Linked DNA regions of Muntiacus reevesi: region 1 is linked to region 2. Evidence: chromatin contacts called from public Hi-C data. All regions are on one chromosome and are shown on one strand. The core of a region is the stretch at or near the end of the contact, and the rest is flanking DNA. Distances in the headings are between cores, read along the strand shown. Region 1 holds the start of TPR (translocated promoter region, nuclear basket protein). Region 2 holds the start of SWT1 (SWT1 RNA endoribonuclease homolog).

What was found. Hi-C and Micro-C count contacts between places; a contact is called where the count stands out from the background.
Region 1: a contact with region 2 is called in a Hi-C map of blood, with 3 times the contacts expected there. The contact joins the promoter of TPR here to the promoter of SWT1 in region 2. A contact is called at or near these places in 2 of 3 Hi-C or Micro-C datasets (blood and muscle).

The regions. Positions count from the first base shown.
Region 1 is chr5:112,583,215-112,589,856 of mMunRee1.1, reverse strand. It overlaps TPR (translocated promoter region, nuclear basket protein), which reads left to right and starts at 2,251. Exons shown (of 51, transcript XM_065936212.1): 1 at 2,251-2,605; 2 at 4,094-4,198; 3 at 6,034-6,107. The coding sequence starts at 2,455. It overlaps ODR4 (odr-4 GPCR localization factor homolog), which reads right to left and starts at 1,680. Exons shown (of 14, transcript XM_065936214.1): 1 at 1,492-1,680.
Region 2 is chr5:111,341,785-111,348,925 of mMunRee1.1, reverse strand. It overlaps SWT1 (SWT1 RNA endoribonuclease homolog), which reads right to left and starts at 2,360. Exons shown (of 18, transcript XM_065936200.1): 1 at 2,252-2,360. TRMT1L (tRNA methyltransferase 1 like) reads left to right here and starts at 2,194. Exons shown (of 15, transcript XM_065936204.1): 1 at 2,194-2,293.

The DNA.
Region 1 (6,642 bases), core at 1,002-3,501, 1.2 Mb before region 2:
TATATATATTTGCTAAATCTAGAACAGTCTTTAGTTCTTAGACTTTAGTTCTTAATAATCATTAGTGCCTTTATAAAGTTAAGGAGCTTTTCACCTTTAGCGCCTTAAGTTATGCAACTCTGTGTATTAAAACTCTTCTACTTCTCATGCTAGTCTACTCCTTTCTTTCTGCCCTAAATAATTCTTAATTCTTACAAGAAATAACAATGGTAGTCACTCCAAGGTTATGATATGTAATTTTCTCACGTTACTTTTTCTAGTATCATATACTAGCTATGTTAATATGTAAGAAACTGAATGCAATAGGAAGATGAGAATCTTTGGGTTATGAAATCGAGTTGACTGCTGGATATTTTTTTTTCCTTTAGTGCTCCTTCAAATATTTTAAACATTGCCAATCATACTGTAATAAAGGGTAATACTAAAAATGCAGATCTTCTCTTACACAGGTCAACTTTTCCTGAAATGCTGCATATCAGCAGAAGCTTTAGAAGTTGTTCCAAAGCTGATTGAAATCACTCAACTTTCCTGGACTCTAGTTTGCTAGTCTTCAAAATAAAGAATTTGGATGATAGCAGGTCTGAAAACCTAATTTTAGAATTCTCTAAGTTCAAGTATAGGACATCGGTGTTTTCCAAATAGTAGATCAATAATGATGATATTGTGGGCCTAGGACATAATACGGGCTTCCCAGGTGGCTCAGTGATAAAGAATCTGACTGCCAAGCCAGAGACATGGGTTCCATCCCTGGGTCGGGAAGATCCCCTGCAGAAAGAAATGGCATCCCCCTTCAGTATTCTTGCCTGGAGAATCCCATGGACAGAGAAGCCTGGTGGGCTACAGTTCACTGGGTCACAAAGAGTCAGACACGACTGAGTGACTAACACACACAGAATATCTGAGGGGAAAGAAATCTGAAAGAAGCTCCTTACTGGTATTCTCAAAGGTGGGAGTACGACATTAGGAATGCCTCATTTTCAATAAAGAATTTACCAAATTCTTTTCAAGAATAATCAAACATGAAACAATTCCCAGATTCAGCTTAGAAGCCATCGAATTACAATCTGGAAACAAATTGTTCTGTTACGGTGTCAGGAGAAATGGTTCTCAAGAATGTATTTAAAAATTTCTGCTCCGATAGTTTTTCAATTTAACAATATAGACACAAGGCAACATTTTCCGCAACGTTACCTTAAAACATACAAATAAAAGCAACACTCAAACTCCTCTTGGTTTCTTCCTGGAAATAAACGGAACTCCTTACGTTTCTGTTAAATCACTGTTGCCCACCCCTACCACCCAAAACAAACAAAAACACCTAGGTAAGACAAGTCTCCAAAGGGGATCTGTGCTGTGTAGGAGTGTCCGTCCATATGCTTCTTACTGTCTCTCCTTTTCTTTTCCTCCTTGAAAAGGCAGCTGTGTCCGAGCGCACACATTACACACACACACACACACACACACACAAATTCCACCCTCAAGCTGACTCACCTGTACTCAGACTGTGCACACGTGGCAGACAAATCTGACGAACTGTCAGACCCCCTGACAGAGAAGGGGGTTAGCGTATAAGTATAAGACTCCAGGGACCAGGTGCCCCTCCAGTCCCAATTCCACAGTCAGTGAATTCATCAGAAAGCGACGGACTTCCCTCACCTCACTTCCCACTCCAAACCCAGGGTCTCTGGAGTCAGGTGGCGCGGATTGATGACGTAAGCTGACCCCCCCCCCCTCCAACTTTTACCAGAGCAGCACCTCAGCCAGCTACTGCGGTCGCCACCCCGCCCCCTTCTGGGCGCCATTGAGAGCGTGGCAGTAGCCCAGTGACTGTTGTCTGGCCCTGCCAAGACCGATGCCCTCTAGTGGCTCAGTGTCTAGAAACCGCCAAAGAGGACGACCCATGGCATCCCGAAGCTTTGACGGTGAGGTTGCCTTGCTCTTCGGGTAGGAACGTAGGTTGACGAGTACGTTGTGGCGCCACCTCGCGGAGGAGTGGTCCACGCGCAGGCGAGAGTAGGGGGCCGGGGGTGAAAGAAGGAAGTGAAATGGGTGGTGCGGCATAGGACTCACGGAAGGGATTGGAAAAAACTACGTTTCCCAGAAGCCTGCGCGGCTTGAAGCTGGGCGGAGAGGAGGGTGAGAGAAAGCTGGATAGCGGCCTGGCTGAACAGGGTCAGAGGCTGCCTCTGAACTCGGATTCCCAGGGTGCACAGCTTCCGGCGGCTGCGCGCGCATTGCGAGCGCGGGCGCTGTGGCGCGTCTAGTGCCGCGGCTAACACAGAGTTCTATTTCCCAGGGTCCCGCCGCGGGAGTCTCCGGCGGGCGGGCGCGCGCGAGCCACCGGGTGAGGAGGTCGAGGCGGCCGCCCAGGCTTCTGGGTCCTCTGGGTCTTCGCCTTTCTTTTCTGTTTCTGCCGCGTCGACCGCTGCTGCCGCGGTGCCCGGCCCAGTCGACATGGCGGCGGTGTTGCAGCAGGTCCTGGAGCGCACGGAGCTGAACAAGCTGCCTAAGTCCGTCCAGAACAAACTTGAGAAGTTCCTTGCTGACCAGCAGTCCGAGATCGACGGCCTGAAGGGACGGCACGAGAAATTTAAGGTGGAGAGCGGTAAGTGCGGCGCTCTTCCCGCCCTGCTCTCTGGGCCCGACTCCACAGCGATGGCTGGTCTCCCCTTGCAAGCTCGCTCTGCCCACAGCTTCCCTGGTGGCATCGCTTCCCCGGCTCGGTGGGCACCGTAGGCCTTCTCTCAACTACCCCCTCTCCCGGTTTGATACGAAAGAACCTTTTTGTTTTTTAACTCTGACTCTACATTGGAGTTTCGTTTTCTTTGTTATTAGAGTGGTCTCATTTAGGAAAAGCTAACGTTGTCCAGCAAACCCATTGTGGTGATTTGAGTCTCTGAGAGTGTGCAATTCTTGACTCTTCTAAGCCTGTCTGTCTGTTGCACGTTGAAGGACAGTAGTTTTTCTGTTTTCTAGTAGTCTATGTTCAGAGGCCTTTGGCTAATTGATAACTTCTTGCGTTTGTTCTGACTGTGTCGCTTTGGTGCTGTGATGAACTAAATGTGCACAAAAAACGAGTAGGTGCCTAAGACAGCCCTGGAACCACAGCAGACGTGCAGTATGTTTAATATATCTGACTTCTCTCTAAAAATTGAAGTTTGATCGAAAATATATTAAGATCTGTTTACAAATAACTGTAGTAAACCCACAAATAAGAAAGTTGCTGACATAGTGACGAACAACGTTTAAGAAAGATTACGATCATAGTAATTACCAGTGGTAAAATGTCGATACAGAATTGATGTTGAAAATTAAACCGTTTGTGTGTCTTGGTTTACCAGTTTTTTGGGGGTAGGTTGGGGTGGGGATTGTAACTGGTTTTGCTAAGTGGATTGAAACTCCTTAAGTAAGTTTTTGTTTAAAAAAAACAGAAAATAGTTGTAATTGTCGAGCAGAACTGATGTTGAAAATTATCTGAATCCCAACACTGAATATAGTACCCTGCATTCTATTTGTTAATTTGCACAATAAATATTGAATGTCTTCTATGTGACTGATACTTTGCTGAGCAGTATGTTATCAGTTGCTTCCCTTGGAAAGTTAGCAAATATTTTTACATAAATTTAGTAATTTTGTCTGTTCAGATGTTATTTTGGCTATTTTAATACAAGCCTTTTTAAAACAAAGCGGTTATTAACCAAAATGATTTTTTTTCTCCATTTAATTTTTTTGGGGGAAGGGGTTGCTTTATGCTAAGAAGTCAGTTGATGTGTGGGGGAAATACCATGATAAATAAGACATGTTGCCAGCCTTGAGGAATTTCATAATCTTGTGGAGTAAACATAAAAATTATTTGTTGAAACCGCATTCAGGCTTTATTTTCTTTTGTCATATACGTATACGTCAACTGGAAATGTTGCGTTGAAGTCCTTTACCATACATTTGTCTTTACTCAGATTCGTTCTTATATGGAGTGTGGGTTCCAATATTATGTCCTAAATCTTAAAATCAAGGTTATTAAAAATAAGTAGCAATGTTGACAGTGTACATGTGTGTGCTTGATTTTTTCTTTTTGTCCTCTAATCATCTGTAGAACAACAGTACTTTGAGATTGAGAAGAGACTGTCCCACAGTCAGGAGAGACTTGTGAATGAAACCCGAGAGTGTCAGAGCTTGCGGCTTGAGCTAGAGAAGCTCAGTAAGTATTTAATTAGGTCTTTCTATTATTCTTGGGGTATTGAGGTTGGCTACTCCTTTAGACGCTTTGAAAATATTTAATTACTGTATATGAAAATATTGATTGTTCTTAATTTATGGTAATATTAGGATTTTTTTTCACTCAGCGGTAAAGATATTGAAAGAGTACAGGGCTTGTTGGTCAGGAGGTGTGGGTTCTAGTTCTGACTGCTGTTATGTTAAAAGCTCTTTTATCATATAAATCGTGATAGTGTTTATTGTTTACAAAATGACTAGGACCGCTTGTCTGTCTACTTCCAACAGTTGTATATGTCAAATGAGGTGTGTATGAAAGTATTTTGAAAAGGCTAAAGCACTATGCAACTGAAAAACAGAGTGACTTGATTATTTTTATGTTGAAAAATTAAAGCCTATTCATTCCATTATAATATTTGTGTTTTAGCTCTCATTATAATTTTTATAAATATTTTTAAATCTAAGAATGTAATTTCCTTGAAAGCTGAGCAGCCAGTTTTCTTCATGATAAGTTTTCTGATATCACTAAGTCCTGAAAATACATAAGATCTGGAAGATGATGTGTTTTATGTGCTTTGTTTGCAGTAGAAAAAAAGCAAATGTAGGAAGATCTTATAGAGTAGGGACATCATAATATTATTAGATATAGCTGGATTTTAATTTGATTGGGAATGCAAAAAGCTAATAATCAAGAGAAAACTTGAAGCATTAGTCTTCTTAACTGAGTCCATGCCCACTGGCTGTATGAGTTGAAATTCTTTTTGGCTAATTTTGGCACATCTCATTTTTAAAATGTGACATATACATATGATGGTATGTTAGTATTTGTAATGAGAGTATAAATAGTTATTGAGTAGCTGTATATGACTCATCACCTCTACATTGTTTTATCTTGGCATGGAAAATAAAAGGTTTGTAGAGCAGTAGTGCTAAAAAATTTCAAGAAAATGACTGATCACAGCTTCCTATATGAAATCTGGGAAGGGGAGAGGGAGGAGAAGATGGGGATAAACCTAGATAGACACACTTTTTTGTTTGTTTTTGTAGTTTATTCTGAATTTGTAAGTTTAGAAGGCTGTAAATAACATTAAAACTATATTGAAAATTTAGACTAAATTAGCAGGATTTTTCTTCTTTTAACAAGCCAGTTGTTTAACTTGGAAATAGTAATAATTGTTCATTAAACCACTAGTACATAATATGTGTTTTAGTGGAAGAAAATTTCAGAAAGTGTATTCTTCCTAATTATCAACATGCATTTAAAAGAGAAACTATCAGGGGAGGCAACACATTATGGGTGGAGATCCTAGGACTGAAAATTCAGTATTAAGCATAGCTCTTCTTAGGGATATAAACCAGCTGAATTACAATTATCCATTCTTGTGATGTATTCTGTACACACTTTATATGGGTTTAAATATTATTTGGTCTCTTGATTTTTGTCTTTTTTGTACTTAATTTTTAAATTTGTAAATATAGTTCATTATGATTGACTTAGATGTCATTGAAAAACAAGGAAATGAGTAATTGCAAATACTTTTTCCTAAGAATGTTGGCTAGAATGATTGCAAATATGATTTTGGAAACAGGATAGCATATTTAAAAAGTTGTATTAGAAATGCAGTCAATTTGGGTTGTACTTAAGAATTTGAAATGCAAAAAAAGAAAAAAAAAGAATTTGAAATGCAGTTTTGTACAAATCAACCTTTCTGAAACTCAGTTTCTTAATTTCAAAGTGTGTATGGGTGACAGTTGAATAAAAGCTGTCATTGAAGATTTTAAGCTTATGTGTGTGACATTCATAAAATTCCTTTTATCCAGACAATCAACTGAAGGCACTTACCGAGAAAAACAAGGAACTTGAAGTTGCTCAGGATCGCAGTATTGCCATTCAGGTAATAGTTATTCCTGTGAATAAAGCTAATTGTGAACATGGTACTTGAGGAATTTTTCTGTTCTAATTGTGCTTATTGTTCATTTAGTCAGTGGGAAGATGAAATATGTTCAGTTAGGAGAAGCTACTAACAAAAATGTGTATACATAAATTTCTTAGTGGGATTTTATGTTGTAATGATTAATTGGACATTCCTTTTACTTATTGGAAAATATGAGTACTTGATATAAAAGAAAAACACACATTTGCTACTAGCTATGTAGCTCTTAAGTCATTTTAAAAAGGGTTTTTTTTTGCGTTGTAACTAAAATGCCATAAATTTGTAAGTAGGGTAGACATTCAGGTTGTATATGCCTAGTCACTCCTGGGAGTCCTTGTCTCCTACTCTTTGTAATCACATGGACTGTAACCCGCTAGACTCCTCTGTCCATGGGGATTCTCCAGGCAAGCATACTGGAGTGGGTTGCCATGCCCTCCTCCAGGGGATCTTCCCGACCCAGGGATTGAATCCAGGTCTCCCACGTTGCAGGCAGATT
Region 2 (7,141 bases), core at 1,111-3,610:
CATGGCAACAATTAAATTCACAGTTAAGCTTCCAGATTACAGGAATAATCTTCATTTTTCTTTCTTGTTCCAAGGATCCCATTCCATGGGGAGAAAGGTATAAGGAAAAACAATAACTTCCATGAAATAAATTGCTTAGAGGCAATGGGCTGGTTATTTTACCTTTTACAATTTAAACCCTTTCATGTTGTGCTTTGAACACACACAGACACACACACACACACACACAAAACCAATTTGAATCTATTATCCCTAAGACAATCATAAAAAAAAAAAAAATACTGCAGAGAGTAGACTAGCAAAAGAAAAACACCTATATATGTACTGGGACAAATGTTTTATATTAGTGTACCATTCATATCAATTTTATGGAAATCAAAATATAAACTAAATGAGTGATTTCCTGTGCTGGCCTGCTTCCCAATTGGCTCCTGATCTCTGCTGCCACCATCTCTTATGAAGTTCCCTCTCCCAATAAGCAGAGATGACCTGTGTAACCAACAGGATATATTTATATAATATGTGGCTAGGTCAAGTAACACACTGCGGCTTCTGCCTTTCTCTGTCTTGAATTGTTCACCCTAGAAAAAACCAGCCACCATATCAGGAAGACATTCAAGTAACCCTAGGAAAAGCCCACCAAGGAAGAGCTGAAACCTTTTGCCAAAAATGAATGGACTTATAGGCATGTGAGTGGGCCACCCTTGAAGCTGATCCTGTTGCCTTAATGAAGCATCCACTAGGCAGCATCTTTTGCAAATATCTCACTGCAATGTTATGAGAGACCCAAAGGCAGACACACCCAGAAAGCCATTTCTGAATTCCTGACCCATATCCACTGTGGGGTAAGAAGTGTATTGGCTGTCTTAAGCCATAAAGTTTTGAACAACTTACACAGCAATAGATGAGTAATATACTCAATATAATTTTTCAAACTTTGAAGATGCCTTCTTTAGGGTGGCTCAAGAGCAGGGACTGTGCTTGGGAATTCTGATTAAAATTTCCACACAATACACAGACTAAAAATCTAACCCTTTTCATCTTCTAGTTTTCAGCTGGTATTAATGAAATTGACATCCTAAATCAAGCTTTCAATTAACCATCCATTCTTTCACAAATTAAAACATCACTGGTTCCCAGATGATGCATAAATATCCACTACTCATGCCTGCAAACTATAATGTTATTATCCCATTTTTAATTAACTGTTAAGACCAGTGAGGCAGTTACATATCCAAGAATACTAGTTATAAGTTGTGGATGGGGCCACTAAGAGGGCTTTAGAATCACAATTCACAAAAACGTCCATGGGATAAATTGTTTAACTGGGGAAGAGAGGAGGGGAAAACCCCTCCACATATACTTTCTAAGTACTTGGAGGGAGGACCACATTCCTGTTTTGAGTTTCGAAGTGCCACACTCGCTCTCCCCTGCGTACTGAAAACAAACAAAATAAACAGACCAAGAAGAAAACCATTAAGTATCGCCTTTATTAACTAGGAAAACCGAACGGAAAGTGCGAATACCTGAGACTAAAAGAAGATTCTCCCTTCCTGCTTCCTGTAACATTCGGACCAGTGTAGGCAGAGTAGTCAGAAAACAAGGTTTTATTCCTCTTGCCTCCCGCAGTGGGCTTGAAGGAGCGCGCCTTAAACTCAAGCAGGCTCGGAGAGTAACGAGAAGTACGGAGGCCTGCAAACTTAACAGACGCCTTGAGGAACCTGAATCGCATCAGTCAAGTGCCCTGAAGCTCCACACATTCAGGAGCTTTGGATATTAAAAGCCTAAATGTAAGCATTGTCTTCTCCCGACTCCTGGGCCCCGCAATTCACCATCACAGGAATCTTACAGCCACAGCGCGGCGCTGCTATGGGGAATACGTAGGTTAAAACTAAATTAAAAGGAAAAGAGTGTTCAGATCATGGTGTGGGTGAAGGCGCGAAACGAAGAGCAGACCCCCATCTCGAAGTCCACCTGACTGACAGGCGGCCCAGAAACCGCGGACTCAGGTAGAAATACACCGCACCCAACCCGGGGCGAGAGGCAGCCCGAAGGCAGAGCCGGCCAGAACCACACCCTTCACAGAGCAGGCTAAACCCCGGGTCCGCCCACAGAGTCGCCCCGCCCAGGCTCGAGAGGCCCCCGAATCCTCCGTCCGTCCCGCCGGCTGCCCTCTTTCGGTCCCGGAGTGAGGCAGGGAGAGTACCCACCGAAACGTCAACTAACCCCTCGGCTTCCCTACGTTACTTACCAGAGCCCGCGCCGGTTGCGATTTGGGACGCCCAAACCAAGGGTGAGGGACCCCGAGCGCGATGCCCGCTGGGAAATGTAGTCCTGCGCTCCGATGGCAGCTAGCGCTCGAAAGCTCTGGAGCGTTTGTTTAGCTTTGCCTTTACTTCCTCCGAGGCCTTGGGACCACCCACCGCCCCGCTCCGCCCTGGGCGGCGCAGTGCACGCTGGGTATTGTAGTTTTGGTTGGGTTCGGTGGTTGACGGCTAGAACGAAGACGCGCCGTGGAAACGGAACTCTCTGACCTCATTGGACGCCGTCCCCCACCATGCTCCTGCGCAGTCGGGGCTGGCGTCGTAACGCCTCGGGGAAAAGGAAGCGGACGGGCCCGCGAATCGCTGCCTGTGGCTTTTAATTTTTCTGCTGACTGGATTTGGTCACTGAATCTTCATCTTTTGTCTGTTGCACGCATCTCGCCCTCCCCATTTGCTTCCCCACTTCTCGGATCCGGCCCTCTGGGCTTTCACGCCAGTTCTCTCACTCCGCCGTGAGCCCCTGCTGGTCCCCGGGCGGGCCTGGCAGGGAGGCGGTAACTATGGAGAATATGGCGGAGGAGGAGCTGCTGCCCCAGGAGAAGGTGGAGGTGGCCCAGGTCCCGGTCCCGACCCCGACCCCGGACTCGGCTCGGGTCCCAGCTCCGGCCCCGGATTCGGCTCCGGTCTCGGCCTCGACCCCGGCCCCTGCCTCGGCTCCGACTCCGGCCTCGGCTCCAGTCCCAGCCCCTGCCCTGGCCCAGGCTCCGGCCCTGTCCCCGTCCCTAGCCTCTGCCCCTGATGAGGCTGAAAGCAGTAAGTGCAGGGAGGCCCAGATCTTTCTGCCGCAGGAGAAGCAAGAAAATGCTCCTTGCTGGGGAGTAGGGGAGGCCATTCTTCACTGGGATGGTTTTTAAGGGGGAGAAGGCAGTTTTACCGAGATGGGGGGAGGAACGAGAGACCCGTATAGCGGTAAAAACGGGTACAGGGTGGGGGACGGCATCATCTCCACAAACCTCGGGGATCTCACAGGGAAGGATCTGTGGAGGCCAGTGGTGCTGCAGGTGGAAGGAAATAATGGGATCGTGAACGTCTTCGTTAAAGGGGGGGCTATTTCTGTTACAGAAATTAGAAGTTACACCTCATTTGGTAGTTTCCCTCTCAGCCCCGTCTGCCATATTTCCCTGTGCCCTTTAAAATATGATAGAGTAACCGAGTTTACTGTAGTAGATGCTAACTGCCAAGATTTAGAAACCGTTGCTGTCAGTTAGGTTTTATGTCTCGAAATAGACACGAGATGGGGTTTTTCTCATTTTTTCTTTAGCAGCTTGCCTCCAAAAAGAATTTGAGGCTGACGAGTAGTTTTAAGATAGTGACTAAATTATAGATGTTTTCCCTCAGACGTAAATACCCGTCGAGTTTTGTACGTTTCTCCAAGTCGGCTGTCGAAAATTAATAGCCTGTATTAACTGTGCTTGCATGTTTTATAAGTGATGGTTTATTGGACCATAAAGGAATTTAAAAGATTGATAAGTAACACTTTATTAAGAATAGTCTGAACATTTTTAAACGTAAGCTCTAAGAAACTTTTCTTTAGAAATTTTGTCCCCAAATTGACCTTTATGCTTTTTCTGAATCATAAAAACAACAAAAAATCTTAATATGTTGTCTTTCCTACTGCTAAGCCAGTTTTGAGGTTAATGTTTAAAAAACATTTGGATAGTTATAATCTAATAGAATTACTTCTGTAATTTTTAAACAACATACAGATTGCTATAGTAAAGAGTAGGATGGTCACAGAAAAGACAAAGGTCAGAATGCCTCTTGTAGGCCTCTCCTCATCACAGGAGATCAAAGCTAGTAAGTGCTAAGTAAGGCCAGTTGTTTCTTCTGCATCTGCAATGGGGGAAGAACAGGTACACTCCAGAGTAAGGTATCCTCCTTAACTCACCTCTAGATGTGGTCTTTTTATGTTAATCGGATGTGATTGAGCAGCTTTAGGTGATTTATGCTTTCTCCACCTCCCTGCCATCATGAATACGTTAAACATAGTTTGGGAAGATTTATTCATATATTCCAAAATTTATGAGTATTTAATTTGAAGAATGTGTGATGTTTGAAAAACCTGAAAATGCATTTCTGGAACAAATAGTGATTAAGAAATTGGAAATGCATTAGAAACGTATTAATCACATTTTAAAAATTATTTTTAGATGGTCTAGTTAGCCCTTTGAAGTCAGTCTCATATAGGCAAGATGAAGATGGCATATCTGAAGTAGAATTGAAAATTGAGGAAGAAAAAGAAGTTTTAAAAGAACCGCCTAGCATCTTGGAATCATCTGATTTAATAAGAGGTTTGCCTATTGACTTCTAGATTACTAGTGTGTTACAAAAAGATTGAGTGATTTTAAGTACAGATTGATATCTCCTGTCTTGAACCAGAAAGTGACTTTAGAGATGTACATAGGCATTTTTATGAATCTCTTGGACAGATCTTTAGAGTTTTCTTCAGTAGTGGACTACAGGATTTTCAGTTTTCTATCTTACCGGGCCCCTTTTACTTACTCTGTACTATTAGTAGTTAGAATGATTGCAATAAACACATTGTTAGTAGTACCATGTATTTTGTTTCACACACACAGATCTTTGAAGTATGGAAGCCAATGATTTCAAATTAAATAGGTTGGTGTGTACATACAGACTCATTGCCTGAATCTTACTGTCTGACCCAGTAATTAAAGATTTTTGATCAAATGGGAAAACAGTTTATCTGTTTATAGAAGCTGTCTCATTGTAAGTCATTTGAATAATACCTGATATAAGAAATTAACCAATAGCATTTGTTGCTGTTTGTGTTTCTCATTTTGGAATTAGGTAAAAATATTTTTTAACACATTTTAACAGGAATGGCTGATAAGGGCTGAATTGAATTCCAAAATTTTGACTCCGTGTGCTACTGCACCCAAAGAGACTGGTGATTTTTTTTTTAATTTAATTTAAAACTAGTGCCTGCTGTGTGCAAGTTACTGCAGTAGGCATTTAGCCATTACAGAGATGAATAAAGATGTAGCCCTTGACTTCTTACTGCTTATTTGTAGATGAGACAAACAAGAATGTAGATTGTATAGCAGGGAAAGCAACTGGGAGTGAGGCTTGGAGAGGAATAGGCAGGAAGACAGCAGCGTGGAGAAATTACATAATCCAATTATGTAATATTAAAGAGTCCTGTGGTTTATCCCATTGACTCCTAACTCACTGAAGATCTTTTCCTATCAGTTACCATCTCTTGAGTCTTATATATTCAGAATTCTATTTTGTTAACATTTCTTTCCACAGGGCTACAATATTCAGGTCTCTCTATCCTTAAAAAGAAAGAAGCAAGTTAAAATCCCATCTCTTTTTTTTTAATACTAGCAGACTTCTTGAAAATAATCTGTGCTGATTTTCTATACTTCATTTCTCTTTCCAGTTCTATTTGTACTCTAAAAACACCTCATTGAACCTTCTTAAAGGTCACTAGAAACTTACTAAATACTAAATCCAGTAGTCTTTTCTTGATCTCTACAACTATTTGTGATATGTACTGTTAAGCACTACTCTTTTACAGTCCCTTCTTTCCTGGCTTCTGCATTATCTTGATTCTCCATACCATTTTTTCTTTTTGAAGCTACCCTCTTGATTCCTTTTCCTCAACGTCTCCTATACATATATTCATCCCTCCATACCTCACTTCAAAATTGTATCCATTTTTGTTAATCAGTAGTGGGTTAAGCAGCATTGGGGAATGCATCCCACATACTACTAATCAAGAATATGTTAAATATATTTTGGAATGATTTGTTAATTTATTCCAAAATTTACAAATACGTAATTTGAAGAATAGTGTAATATTTGAATAACCTGAAAATGTGTTATTGGGACTGAGTTTTGGCTTTTTTATCCTCGGTTTCAAAACATTTCCCCCTAGGCTTTCTTACTGATGCTCTTAGTTTCACCTAACATGCATATTTATGAGTTACATCTATTCAGAATCCCTCCTGACCTTCCACTACGATTCAGCTGCCTACTGGACTTGAGTACCTAATTCCAGTAGTAATCAAACACACTGTAAAAAACTAAATTCCCATTATGTTTCCTCTTCCTTTCTGCCAAAACTGTTTTCTGCTTCTTTTTATTTGTTAATAGTGCTTGTATCAAAATCTAAATTTTTCTTTAATCTTCACCCTTTCACATCCCAAGTCCTCTGCTGCTTTTTTTACCGTCTATTTTCTAGTACCTTTCCATTACTAATTTCTCACCTAAATTATTGATTGTTGGTACTACAACTAGAGATTCTGAAATGCGTTTAAATCATATCATTTATTTACTCAAAAACCTGAAAAGACTTTTAACATTACCTAAAGAGTGTAGTCCAAACTAACTTAGATACAATTTATGCCTCCCATGATCTGTACTACATTTTTGGCTTCATTATCTTTCCACCAGCCCTATCCCCCAAACGTACTACTTTCCAGCCAGGAGTGGTAGAGAAGTGGCTGTATATTTTTACACCACATGCCTGTTTATTTCAGTTATAAGGTTATTTCAGTTTATAAGGCCAAACACCAAATCTCTACTTACTGAAAATGTTTATATCTTAAGTCTTGATCAAACGCCGCTTCAGTGAAGGCTTCTTAGAGGCACTTGTTGGAATGAGTTATTCCTTCCTCTGTATACCCACATCATATTTACCTTTACCCCTAAGTGTTCATTCATCTTGCCTTGTGTTACCGTTAGTAGTTAATGTGTTTATCTCTCATCCGATTGAAAGTTCTCTGAAAACAGGAAACCTGGCTTCAGTGTTTTATACAGACTAGAAACATTTTCTGTAAAACTTTATT